Regions from separate parts of the Mus musculus genome. Here region 1 is linked to region 2. A link is a contact called in public HiChIP or PLAC-seq data. All regions are on one chromosome and are shown on one strand. The core of a region is the stretch at or near the end of the contact, and the rest is flanking DNA. Distances in the headings are between cores, read along the strand shown. Region 1 has its middle 97 kb from the start of Zfp330. Region 2 has its middle 63 kb from the start of Gm25138.

The links. HiChIP or PLAC-seq counts read pairs in DNA pulled down with a chosen protein or histone mark.
Region 1: a contact with region 2 is called in a FOXA1 HiChIP or PLAC-seq map of pancreatic cancer cells. The contact joins two enhancer-like sites. A contact is called at or near these places in 3 of 484 Hi-C or Micro-C datasets (the AML12 cell line and uterus) and 1 of 115 datasets of contacts at active chromatin or transcription factors (pancreatic cancer cells).

The regions. Positions count from the first base shown.
Region 1 is chr8:82,673,381-82,680,172 of GRCm38.p6, forward strand. No RefSeq gene overlaps it. Among named protein-coding and RNA genes, the nearest start is that of Zfp330, 97 kb to the right of the region's middle. Within about 2 kb of position 4,566, at least 5 of the 459 cell types and tissues checked have an H3K27ac peak or open chromatin away from gene starts, as enhancers often do. A contact at or near this core is called in pancreatic cancer cells, where this site is marked.
Region 2 is chr8:82,468,677-82,475,380 of GRCm38.p6, forward strand. No RefSeq gene overlaps it. Among named protein-coding and RNA genes, the nearest start is that of Gm25138, 63 kb to the left of the region's middle. Within about 2 kb of position 4,830, at least 14 of the 459 cell types and tissues checked have an H3K27ac peak or open chromatin away from gene starts, as enhancers often do. A contact at or near this core is called in pancreatic cancer cells, where this site is marked.

The DNA of each region.
Region 1 (6,792 bases), core at 3,316-5,815, 200 kb after region 2:
TGATAAAGTGTCCTTTGAAGCCCTTAAAACCCACTCTTAGCCGGGCATGATGGTGCATGCCTTTAATCCCAACACTTGGGAAGCAAAGGCAGGCGAATTTCTGAGTTTGAGGCCAATCTGGTCTAAAAAGTGAGTTCCAGGACAGCCAGGGCTATACAGAGAAACCCTGTCTCAAACAAACAAACAAACAACAAAAAACGTTCTTAAAAGGTATGCTTGACACCTTAATAAGAAAATGACAAAATCAAATGTCAGCGACCCTGCTCCTCTACCTCAGACTTTATTAGACACACTCTAAGTGATGGTGGCCAGTTCCTGCCACCAGTGATGCCTTCACATGCTACAGAAAAAACTCCTCTAGATGTTCTCAAGAAAGTCAGAAGTGTGCCCACCATCTGTCTACATTAATTGGTTATCTTTAGAGTTGTGTGATTTCTTTGAGATGTACTTCATTGTGTCCCTCAATTTCCTTAACATTGGCTTTGGGTGTGTTGGAAGGTCCTGAATATATGGACAGTGCACGAAAACATTTGTACCATGGTCCATGCAAAAAAACAACAATGGTGCCCCTTCTGTGTACATGTGCAGTCTCTGTATAGAACTCCTCTCTCTCTCTCTCTCTCTCTCTCTCTCTTTCTCTCTCTTTCTCTCTCTTTCTCTCTCTTTCTCTCTCTCTCTCTCTCTCTCTCTCTCTCTCTCTCTCTCTCTCTCTCTCTCTCTCTCTCGTGTGTGGTGAAGGTCAGGGTATGCCATACCATAGAAGAATTCGTAAAGGTCAGATGATTCGACTGGCACTTGTTGAGCTGACTAGTCTGCTTCCCATCATTTGCCATCACTTCCTCCCTTCATGGCAAAGGGTAGAGGTCATTCAGCAAAGTCCAGACCTTCTGTAGCAAGGACACTCTCAATACATAAAAGATATGACTCACCTGTGAGAATGTGAGATCCATTTTCTACTTCTAATCCTACAGTCCCAGAGTGCTTCAAACCCCTTCATCCTTAGGACATCAGAGATTTTCTAGTTCAAACATCATTGATCTCTAAAATGTGAAAACAGACTCTAGAGAAAGGCTGAAATTAAGAAACAAAACTGCTAAATTCTCATTATTCATGACATGGACCCTAGAGTGAAAACACATCATGTGCAGAAAAAAAACCTATGAAATTCTCACCAGCTATAGAGTAGCACTTTGGCCATGTGAGTAAGGAGGAATTGTTATCACTGGTGTCTGAGTGAGAGGAGAAACTGGTTTCCTAGCCTGTTTCCATTGTAGTGTGTCAAGTACACATATAAATAATTCTCTCAAAAAAATGCTACTGATGCTCTCATAAGTTTCCAGTGACCTTCTAGAACATTATAGAGTAACCCTCTGGCACTGTATTCAGAACTTAGTGTGTTGGATTTTGCATCATTATGACAGAATACCTCTGTTCCACCTGGGGCACAGCCAGCAAGGTGAGCTGTACAGTATCCCCTTGAAGTGGAAGCTTAAGGGTTCTTTGGAAAGTCAGTTCAATGGTGTTTTGCTGAAAGACTGTGAAGGAATATTCTATTAAAGAGGACACAGGTGAAAGGCTAAGGCAGACACATGAAGGAACGTTTTGCTGAAGCAGACACAGGAGAGAGGATGTTCTGCTAAAGCAAGCACATGGAAGGACACATGATAAAAGGATTCTTTGCTAACAACACACATGTGCCTTACATTGCATAGTTGAGCTGCATTTATCAGGACTCCATAGAGAGAAATGGACCAAAACACTTCTAGTGGTGTCCTGAAGTTTCTTACCATTTCCATGGACTTTGGCTGATTGGATGCATGTGCTGAGGCAAGACATGTGTTGAGTCAAGGCACATGGACAACACGTGATATTTGAAGGGTGTAAATAGCACTCCACAGAGTGATGGAGAGAGTGGTTGGCCTGCTGGTACAGCTAGTTGTTCATTGCTTCTTGGTCTTGAGTCTTCGCTGATCTTCACTTCCCTGAGAGAGACACAGCTGAGAACTCTTGGTGTTCTTATTGGCCCTGGTTCCTCCCATTGATTCATGCTGAGGTTGAGGCCTGTCTGTCTCTACTAGGTCACGTCACTGCTGCTGATTGGTGTTCACTATCCCAACTCTACTGAACTGGACTGCTAGTGTATCCATGAGTTATTTTCAGGTGGATCAAGCTGCCACTTCCTGCTAACCTATGAACTGAACTGCTGATTTCCAGACAACACAGATGAGAATTACTCCAAAGAACCTTTCTAAGCAGCTCCAATTCCCCCGTATCGTTTTGTTTCCACTATCTCTGATGGGTGGTAGGCTACAAGGGAGGTTAAAGCATTTCAGAACCATCATAGTGACAGACAAGTAGACCAATGGAACAGAATTGAAGACCCAGAGATGAATCCACACACCTATGGTCACTTGATCTTTGACAAGGGAGCTAAAACCATCCAGTGGAAAAAGGACAGCATTTTCAACAAATGGTGCTGGCACAACTGGCGGTTATCATGTAGATGAATGCGAATTGATCCATTTCTATCTCCTTGTACTAAGGTCAAATCTAAGTGGATTAAGGAACTCCACATAAAACCAGAGACACTGAAACTTATAGAGGAGAAAGTAGGGAAAAGCCTCAAAGATATGGGTACAGGGGGAAAATTCCTGAATAGAACAGCAATGGCTTGTGCTGTAAGATCAAGAATCGATAAATGGGACCTCATAAAATTGCAAAGCTTCTGCAAAGCAAAAGACACCGTCAATAAGACAAAAAGGCCACCAACAGATTGGGAAAGGATCTTTACCTATCCCAAATCAGATAAGGGACTAATACCCAATATATATAAAGAACTCAAGAAGGTGGACTCCAGAAAATCAAATAACCCCATTAAAAATGGGGCTCAGAGCTGAACAAAGAATTCTCACCTGAGGAATACTGAATGGCAGAGAAGCACCTGAAAAAATGTTCAACATCCTTAATCATCAGGGAAATGCAAATCAAAACAACCCTGAGATTCCACCTCACACCAGTCAGAATGGCTAAGATCAAAAACTCAGGTGACAGCAGATGCTGGCGAGGATGAGGAGAAAGGGGAACACTCCTCCATTGTTGGTGGGATTGCAAGCTTGTACAACCACTCTGGAAATCAGTCTGGTGGTTCCTCAGAAAATTGGACATAGTACTACCAGAGGATCCCGCAATACCTCTCCTGGGCATCCAGAAGATGTCCCAACCGGTAAGAAGAACACATGCTCCACTATGTTCATAGCAGCCTTGTTTATAATAGCCAGAAGCTGAAAAGAACCCAGATGCCCCTCAACAGAGGAATGGATACAGAAAATGTGGTACATTTACACAATGGAATACTACTCAGCTATTAAAAAAATGAATTTATGAAATTCTTAGGCAAATGGATGGACCTGGAGGGTATCATCCTGAGTGAGGTAACCCAATCACAAAGGAACCCGCACAATATGTACTCACTGATAAGTGGATATTAGTCCAAAAACTTAGGATACCCAAGATATAAGATACAACTTGCCAAACGCATGAAATTCAAGATGAATGAAAACCAAAGTGTGGACACTTTGCCCTTTCTTAGAAATGGGAACAAAACACCCATGGAAAGAGTTACAGAGACAAAATTTGGAGCTGTGACAAAAGGATGAACCATCTAGTGATTGCCATATCCAGGGATCCATCCCATAATCAGCTTCCAAATGCTGACACCATTGCATACACTAGCAAGATTTTGCTGAAAGGACCCAGATATAGCTCTCTCTTGTGAGACTATGCCGGGGCCTAGCAAACACAGAAGTGGATGATCACAGTCAGCTATTGGACAGGTCACACGGCCCCCAATGGAGGAGCTAGAGAAATTACCCAAGGAGCTAAAGGGAACTGCAACCCTATAGGTGGAACAACAATATGAACTAACCAGTACCCTGGAGCTCTTGTCTCTAGCTGCATATGTATCAAAAGATGGCCTAGTCAGCCATCACTGCAAAAGAGGCCCATTGGACTTGCAAACTTTATATGCCCCAGTACAGGGGAACGCCAGGGCCAAAAAGGGGGAGTGGGTGGGTAGGGGATGGGGGGGTGGGGATGGGGGACCTTTGGGATAGCATTGAAAATGTAAACGAGGAAAATACCTAATAAAAATAAAGAACCATCATTAAAAATAAAGTTTGAAAAAATTAAAGTTACAATCCCTTGACCTTCATCTTCCGGCCCATGGCTCTTGATGCTTTTCCCAGGAGGCCTGTGTAGACTTTCAGGAACATCCAGTGTAGACTTTCCTCCCCATCAATCCCCTGCCAGTCTGGCCCACCTGGGGTATAAGCAACAGAGGTGAGCTGTGTGCTGCCTCTTGACAACCATCATCTGGCCCATGGTTCTCCCTGCCTTCCCAAGAAGTCTTGCGGGGCCCCAAGAACATCCAACTTAGAGAAAAACAAACTAAAGAACTAAGAATGTATTTTGACTCATAGTCTCAGATGGTCACGGGGATTCCTGTGGGTGGGAAAAGAAGCATAGCAGAAGAAACATGCTCACCTCAAGGACACCAGGAAGGGGTGGGGCTGCACAATACACACACTTGTCTGAACGCAAGCAAATGGAGTTTAATAATAGCAGAGATGGCTGCTCTCCAAGCTCAGTGCAAGCTGCAGTGCATTATGGAATGATTCAGCCTCACAGAGACAAAGAATCACCCACATAATTGAATAAATGCATATTACATAGTAAAGTGTCTTATCAAAGCCTGAACATGTTATATCACAAAAGATTTGTGCAATTTGCTAAGAATAAGCAGATTTAGTGAAGATGGATCTTTCATTTGACTTTTATTGACAATCAAGTAAGTTGAACATGTTCTAGTTTTATGATCAAATACAGGTTTGCTCCAGCATTATAAAAGAACAAAATGCTTTTGCCTATTGACCTGTAAGAGAGGTATAAAGAACCAAACAGGCTAGAACACAAATGAAAAGAAAATCCACACAGACAAGAATCCAACCCAGATACCACTGAAGAATTGTCTCTAGACCATACCAAAATGTACCAACAGTCTTACAGTTAACAGGTCCCTACCAATCTCAATATGGTGCCCTTCTAATCTAAAGGTTAGATTCAAGTAGTACTCATTGAGCTGACCAAACTTCAGACTCTGGGCTTTGGTGCTTTCCATCAGCTCTTGTAAGGCTTGTAAGTGGGTAATTTATCACTTGCAAATGAAGAAGGCTGTCTTCCAGGAAAGAAGAATGCAGATAATACAGGGCCTGACCTGTAGCACTATGCCCAAACATCATTGTTCAATGTTTGAACCTTTCCTCTCAACTCCAAAGTTCTGCATAAGGGGCTAGAGAGAGGGCTCACTGGGTAAAGGCACTTGCCAGAGTTTGATCCTTAGAACATAAGTGACGGGAAGAAGGAACTAGCTCCTGTAAGTTGTCCTCTGACCTCCACCAGTGCACAGTGCTACACCCACACATAGAATAAACACATGAGAAAAAAATCAATAAATTCTTAATAAAAGATTGGTCAAGGGACAGTGGCTTATGTTTATGTAAATTCACCAATTACTTACTAAGCTCTCAGTGTATGCCATGCTATGGGGCTCTGGGGACTAAAGAAATAGCTTAAGCATAACAGATGTGACATTATTCATCAGCACATATTATAAATATGGTTGGCTTGAATCAATATAACCACACTGGCAGGCAGCCCAGTAACTCCCTCTGGAGAATTCTCTTTTACTCATCCTAAACTATACAAACAACCCAGAGACTCACCTATTTAAACAAGACATTTATCCTACGTATTAAGTGTCTTGCAGGGAGAAATACTGGACTATGTAATCAAACCACCTACATCTGCTGATCATCAAGGCTATGCATTCCAGTGGGCACCTAATACTACTTTATGCCAATGGTGCCAGGTTCCTGTGTAGCACATGAGTGACACACACACCTAGTTTTCAACATGATAGGTTGTAGGCATACTCCAATATTTCTGAAAATATACATTGTCAAGGAAAATTGAAACCATAAACGCCTTCTGTGTGCTAGAATGTGTCCTTTTACAACTGGGAAACCTTAGGTTGTCTTCTATTGTTTGGGTCTAGGGTTGCAACAAAGGTCTACAAAGAGTTGGTAGCTACCATTTGCCCGCATTGTCCCATGAGCTAAAGATCATTTTTAAATTTTTAAATGATTTTTAAAACCTCTCCGGTGTTTAGAGTATAGCTCATTTAGTGGGAGATACAGTTAGCATACATGCAGCCCAAGATTCAGCCCTAGTATGAAAAATAAAAAAGGAAGAAAAGATAAAGAAATCAAATGAAGAAGGCATTGTCGGGTATGAAAATTATATGAACTTTAAATTCTGGTACCCAAAAAGGCTTGTTATATTATTATTTTTCACTTGAGAGTGGTATATAACTGAGACAGTATACACAGACAGTGGGAGCTAGTGGACTATGATATAGGAAGAGACCCCTCATCTTGTGATCTAGTTTCTCATTCGTAAGAGTCAAGAAACTTGAAATTTCCTACAGGTATTATGTGTATTTTCCTGAAGACTTCTCAAAAGACGATGCTAAGAACAACAAATCAATTGTACCTACTTAGAACTAGAATGTTTGTGACCTTGAATTTCACAATTATACTGTGCTTCCATCTGTGATCTAAACAATGTGCCATACTCCTACCAAAAAAATAAACCTTATAATTTCATTTATAAAAGGAAATTCCTTAAGAAAAACAAATAATTCAACTTGCCTGCTTTATTTAATTTTCAAATTTT
Region 2 (6,704 bases), core at 3,580-6,079:
GAAAGATTAGCTTCTATTTTCCCAGTAGCTCAACTGTATATTTTACCAGTCTATTTATAGTTTACATAATATTTTGTTTTATTTGGTTATTTTGAAGGGACGTATTGAAGGCAGAAGCAGAGGCCCCATGAATGCAGGGCAAGCCTTTAGCACTTAGTTACTGCCTCAGTCTGTTTTTATTCTTCTTACCATAAGCCTGAGCTCACTGTCTCCCAGGCTGACCTTGAGGAATTTCAATAGACCAAACAGGCACTGGCAGGCATTGAACTTGTGACCATCATGCCTCAAACTCAGGAGTGACTTATGCTATCCTGTCCAGCTATTTATTACTTTACCACTGTCCAAAATGTTATCATTCTAAGATCTCCATATTTCTTTACATCTTCATAAAAGCTCATGACATAATAACTTTGCATGGCTTTCCTGTGTGGCACATCCTTCATTTAACAGAAAAAAAAATTCTAAAATTTTTGATTGTTCATCAAATGCTCTTCTAATTAATAATATTTGTTCTAAGGTAAACATAACTGTTGATTATACTTTTTGTTGTGTTTAAGGATGATTCTTTGGCCTGGATAAGGGAGCCAGAATACTTGATTTTTTTCTTCAGTGACAGTCTATATCTCAAGAAGCTGAACAAAGATGAGAGGGTTTTCTGACAATGTTGTGATGAATTTACTCCAAAGTAATTAAATAATAATGTGAATAAAAAAGGAAAGGTTTCCCCTAGGAGTTACCTTATGTCTTGGGATTTTTACAAAGAGTATCAAAAAACCTACTGTAATTTGAGGGTCATATTGATAGCAGTCACTTAGGGCATGTGATCTATGGAATTGGGCATCAGTTTTGATGAGTGTGTACAAAGCAAGGAATCGTTACAGCCTTTCTAACTTGAAATCAGGAAGCCACAGGATCATCACGAAGAACACTTACTGTAGTAGCTGAGGAAACACATCCAGCTGAACAGACTAAGGGACTTCATGGGGCCCATGCTGTTCAGTATAAATAAAATGCAGCATTGTAAAGTGGCACTCTCCTACTCTCTAAGCACCGAGACATTTGAAACCTTAGAGACTTAGCTCCCCATATGAAGACTTTGTTTGCACATGGATTGCCCAGTGGCCCCTTTGTCTCACAATGTAGACAAATCTGCAGATCTAACTATATTTACTGTTCTGCTTGTATCCATCTAGAATTCTTGCCAGTAAATCATATTGCTGCACATATTTTTGCCAGAAGTTTCAAAGGTCCATGCCAACCCCAATTAACACACAAACACTCTCTCTGTCTGGTGTTTATGGATCCAATATAAGCACTCAGATACTGCTCCACCACCACACCTGCCTGCCTGCCATCACTCTCTCTGTCACTCAGCATGCCATGATGGTCATGAACTCACCCTATAAAACTGTAGGAAAGACCCAATTAAATGCTTTCTCTTGTAAGTTGCTTTGGTCATAGTGTCTCTTTACAACAATGAAACACTGCCCAAGACACAATTCTTTACAAAGCCTTCTTTATCTTTACCATGAGCTAGGCATGGTGGTTAAGAGTTAACTAGCAAGAGTTCATAATTGCCCTTTCATGAATCTGTGTGCAAAAGAACATTAATCTAGAAAGCCACAAATTAGTATAAAAGCAATGGTAAGTGTTTTGAAGACAAAATGCAAAAATGTTTTTCTTTTATTTTGGTAATTTAGGCCAAATAACTTTATTGAGACTGAAAATTCTTTGTTTTTAGAGCCTTGTGAAGCAGGAACAGATCAAATGATGTCTTTAAAAACTCCAGATAGCCCAAGATGGACAGTTAAGGCAACATCTTGCTGATATACCTTTCCTACCAATATCTTTCCTGTTATTTTACAAATTATTATTTTCCTTACAAATCATGCAAGAGAATTTGACACATGTCATGACTTGAGGATTATTGGAGCCAACGGCTAAGCTGTTCGCTACTTGGAGATAAGCTCGAATATTTATGTGGCTACAAAGAGGATGTCATATGAGGTTATAAACACTAAAGCACTTTGTAAACTCTAAGACACCAACTTAATGTTAATTATTATTGATAAAACTATTCACAAGTACACCTGTGATAACCATCTGTTTATACTGTGTTTTATGTCCTTTATGTTGATCTCATAAATAATGTTATTAATTCCAGTCATGATTCATGAAGTACTGAGATGTTTTTGTAGCAGGAAACTGTGTCTTCTCTGTCACATACATTTTCCTATTCAGCCTAAAAGAAGGGGACCACAGATGTCTTCTCTGCCCTGTTGTACTGGTAAAAATCAGTTACCATGTTTTTCTGACTATCATACAAAAGTAGTATTTGCACAAGATATGTCTTTCCATTTTCTTTTGTATTAATCAAAAGTCAAGCTGACTGTGTCACCTCTAGAAGGCCCTTTTCACACCATTTCACCTTTAATCACCAAACACAGATCTCTTTCACATGAGGGCTACAGTCATGAAACATAGTCAATCACATTACTACCAACCATGTTTAAGAACAGTATATTAAAAAGCTCACTTGGAGTGAAGTAACCCAATCACAAAGGAACTCGCACAATATGTACTCACTGATAAGTGGATAATAGCCCAGAAACTTAGGATACCCAAGATATAAGATACAACTTGCCAAACGCATGAAATTCAAGAAGAACGAAGACCAAAGTGTGGACACTTTACCCTTTCTTAGAAATGGGAAAAAAACACCCATAGAAGGAGTTACAGAGACAAAATTTGGAGCTGTGACGAAAGGATGGACCATCTAGTGACTGCCATATGCAGGGATCCATCCCATAATCAGCTTCCAAATGCTGACACCATTGCATACACTAGCAAGATTTCGCTGAAAGGACCCAGTTATAGCTCTCTCTTGTGAGACTATGCCGGGGCCTAGCAAACACAGAAGTGGATGATCACAGTCAGCTATTGGATGGGTCACACAGCCCCTAATGGAGGAGCTAGAGAAATTACCCAAGGAGCTATAGGGAACTTCAACCCTATAGGTGGAACAACAATATGAACTAACCAGTACCCGGGAGCTCTTGTCTTTAGCTGCATATGTATCAAAAGATGGCCTAGTCGGCCATCACTGCAAAGAGAGGCCCATTGGACTTGCAAACTTTATATGCCCCAGTACAGGGGAACGCCAGGGCCAAAAAGGGGGAGTGGGTGGGTAGGGGATTGGGGGGGTGGGTATGGGGGACCTTTGGGATAGCATTGAAAATGTAAATGAGGAAAATACCTAATAAAAAAAAACTCACTTGGTTTTTGATGCTCCTCTTATCTCTAGCACCTGGTTATCTCTAGCCAACATTTCTTGGCCCAACCCCTTGCATTAAGTATAGATGAGGAAGAGTTTACACTGTATAGCAGAATAGGCTATGGAGTTTTCAAGTGATTTTTCTGAAATTTGTTTGAATCTGAAATTAAAATCTAATTTTAATGATGGTTATTTTCATTAAAAAAAATAACCTATGCACTGAGTTTTATCTTTTGTCCCCTTTAAGGTAAACAACTTATTCTGAATATCCTTTTAATGGTATATTATCAGGATGTATTCCCCCCATATAACCATCAAATTTTACACACCGCACCTTGGTTGATAAATCACTTCATCCCATGCTAAGCTCAGAAGATTCTCTAAGTCCTTTCTGGAACCTTCTACATGCCTCAATCCCAGCAAGACAGCTGGAGCTAAATAGAATGTCTGTCAAATCTACAAATATCTTCCAGAATATTTTTATTCAGTAACTAGTGAATTTTATGCTGAGGTTGTTTTTAGGATATAATATGCATTTGACCACGCAGGTAGACCAACAACTTCTCAGCTCCAGTATTGTAGTCCTCGAGAAAAAGAAAAGAAAAACCACAGGAAAAAAAGGAGATTAATTTTCTATATTCTATTATATTTTGTTTCTCAAAATGTGAACAGGAAACTACAGCACTAGATACTTAATACTAGCCAGTTTTTCTGTTTGATGTTGGTACATGGTAGTATGCACTTGTGACCTCACAGCTGGGTCAGCAGAGACAGGCAATTCTAAGGAACTCATTAAGCAGTCAGCTGAGCCTACGTGGACAGTTCCTGGCCAATGGGAGACAAGAAAAAAGAAAAGAAAAGAAAAGAAAAGAAAAGAAAAGAAAAGAAAAGAAAAGAAAAGAAAAGAAAAGAAAAGAAAAGAAAAGGAAAAGAGAAGAGAAGAGAAGAGAAGAGAAGAGAAGAGAAAAGAAAAGAAAAGAAAAGAAAAGAAAAGAAAAGAAAAGAAAAGTGATGGAAGGTGATATGTGGACACACACTCATACACACACACAAACACACACTAATTTGAAGGCAAGAAATGTTGGAGACAAGTGAAATCTTACTAGACTCAGTGGTAAAATGTTTTTCTTTCATGTGTGAGACCCTTACTGGAGACACATAACTACAAAAAAATAATTTTTTTTAATTGAAGTCTGCCAGGTGACTTAGAGAAATTCAATTCTATCCCTGCAAATTGCATTAGAAGACCTTGGGTGGGGAGCAATATGAGGCAGACAGCTGGTAACAGTAAAATCACTGTTACTGTTTAGATCAGATGATATGTGGAGACAAAGGAGGCCTGGTTTTGTTTTGTTTTGTTTTGTTCTGTTTTGTTTTGTTTGGGGGAGGGTGGTGCTGGAGTTGGAATTCAAGGTCTCATGTAGGATTGCCACACACTGCCACTGAGACACACAGAGGCCACAGAAGCTTTTTGGAACTTCAGCTCCTTTGGAACCTTGGCTTACCCTGTGAGTGAACCAGACAAGCACTCCCCATTCCTGTGGCCTGTGAGCTCTTTACCCAGAACACTCATAATGTCAATAATAAGCGTCAGGTGTGTCGTGAAGCCACAGGGCCCAAAGAGCTTAACTTTCAAGCAATTCAATGTCTTCTCAATGGACTGAAGAAGCCTGACTATTCTTTGTTTTTAGAGTCTTGTCAAGCAGGAGGAGATCAAGTGATGCCTTTAAAAACTCCTGATAGCCCAAGAAAGACAGTTAAAGCAACATCTTGCTGATATGTCTTTCCTATCAATATCTTTCCTGTTATGTTACCTTTCCTTACAAATCAAGCTACAATTTCCCATAAACTGAACTGTAACTCAGGAATCCAGCAATATTCTGGACTCTCATATATCATCAACTATCTCAAATAACAGCATGCCAGAATGAGACAGAGTAGAATCCAGCTTACACTTTTGGCTGTTATATTGACTTTGCTACGACAGTGGCAGAAGCATAGAATTTCTTTTGTTTCCTTAAACAGCCAGGCTGTTGAAAGTACCCAAGGGGGAAGTAGCAATATTCTGACTATATCATCTCCTTGAAATTCCAGCTGAAGTAGATTATAGTCACAAAAAGATTTTATTGTTTAGTCCCTAAAGGTTTTGTTTTAAACAACTATTCATTTACTCCATTGCAAAAATATATTTAAGTTAGGTTTAGAGAGCCTATTTGAGTGACTATCAGATATTTAATAAAACAAGTATATGAAGCTTCATTTGTAGTCCTCCACCAAGAGCTAAACACCTTGAGCCAGAGCAGTGTTGGTTTTGTTTTTCAGGGCCAAGATTGCTCAGCATCTTTCATGTATGAAGCATGATGACTCAGCATGACCCCAGCCCCAAGTTCTGAAGTTGTACATATCAGATATCTGGATATCTAGATACCCAGAACCTCATTCAGCCCGAACGGTAACCCTGTGAGGGCTGTCCCCATTCCATCCCGTTTCCTTCCCTCTCCATCTAAGTGTGCATCCTGCAGGTTTCAGTCACCAGCAGGTGTGTTTCCTCCCCTGTAACTTAAAGTTTTCAAGAGATGCTGAAGCCATGGGACGTCTTACAAATTGTCCCGTGAGATGCCGTTCTAAAACACATGTGATTTGCTCTAGTGAGCTGAGCTGTCCCCTCCTTCTTGTCTCACTCTGACCCACTCCTAAAGTTTTTTTCTCTAGTTCCCACATAAAGACTAGCACAGGTCTGAGTCAGCCTCTGCAAAAGCTGGAGGAAAATGTCCTCATTTTAGAAGACAAAACCAAGAATTCTGTATTAGTTAGGGTTTTACTGCTGTGAACAGACACCATGACCAAGGCAAGTCTTATAAAAAACAACATTTAACTGGGGCTGGCTTACAGGTTCAGAGGTTCAGTCCATTATCATCAAGGTGGGAGCATCGCAGTGTCCAGACAAGCATGGTGCAGGAGGAGCTGAGAGTTCTTTTTTTTTTCATTTTTTATTAGGTATTTAGCTCATTTACATTTCCAATGCTATACCAAAAGTCCCCCATACCCACCCACCCCCACTCCCCTACCCACCCACTCCCCCTTTTAGGCCCTGGCGTTCCCCTATACTGGGGCATATAAAGTTTGCGTGTCCAATGCCAACTGGTAAGAAGGACACATGCTCCACTATGTTCATAACAGCCTTATTTATAATAGCCAGAAGCTGGAAAGAACCCAGATGCCCCTCAACAGAGGGATGGATACAGAAAATGTGGTACATCTACACAATGGAGTACTACTCAGCTATTAAAAAGAATGAATTTATGAAATTCCTAACCAAATGGATGGACCTGGAGGGCATCATCCTGAGTGACGTAACACATTCACAAAGGAACTCACACAATATGTACTCACTGATAAGTGGATATTAGCCCAAAACCTAGGATACCCA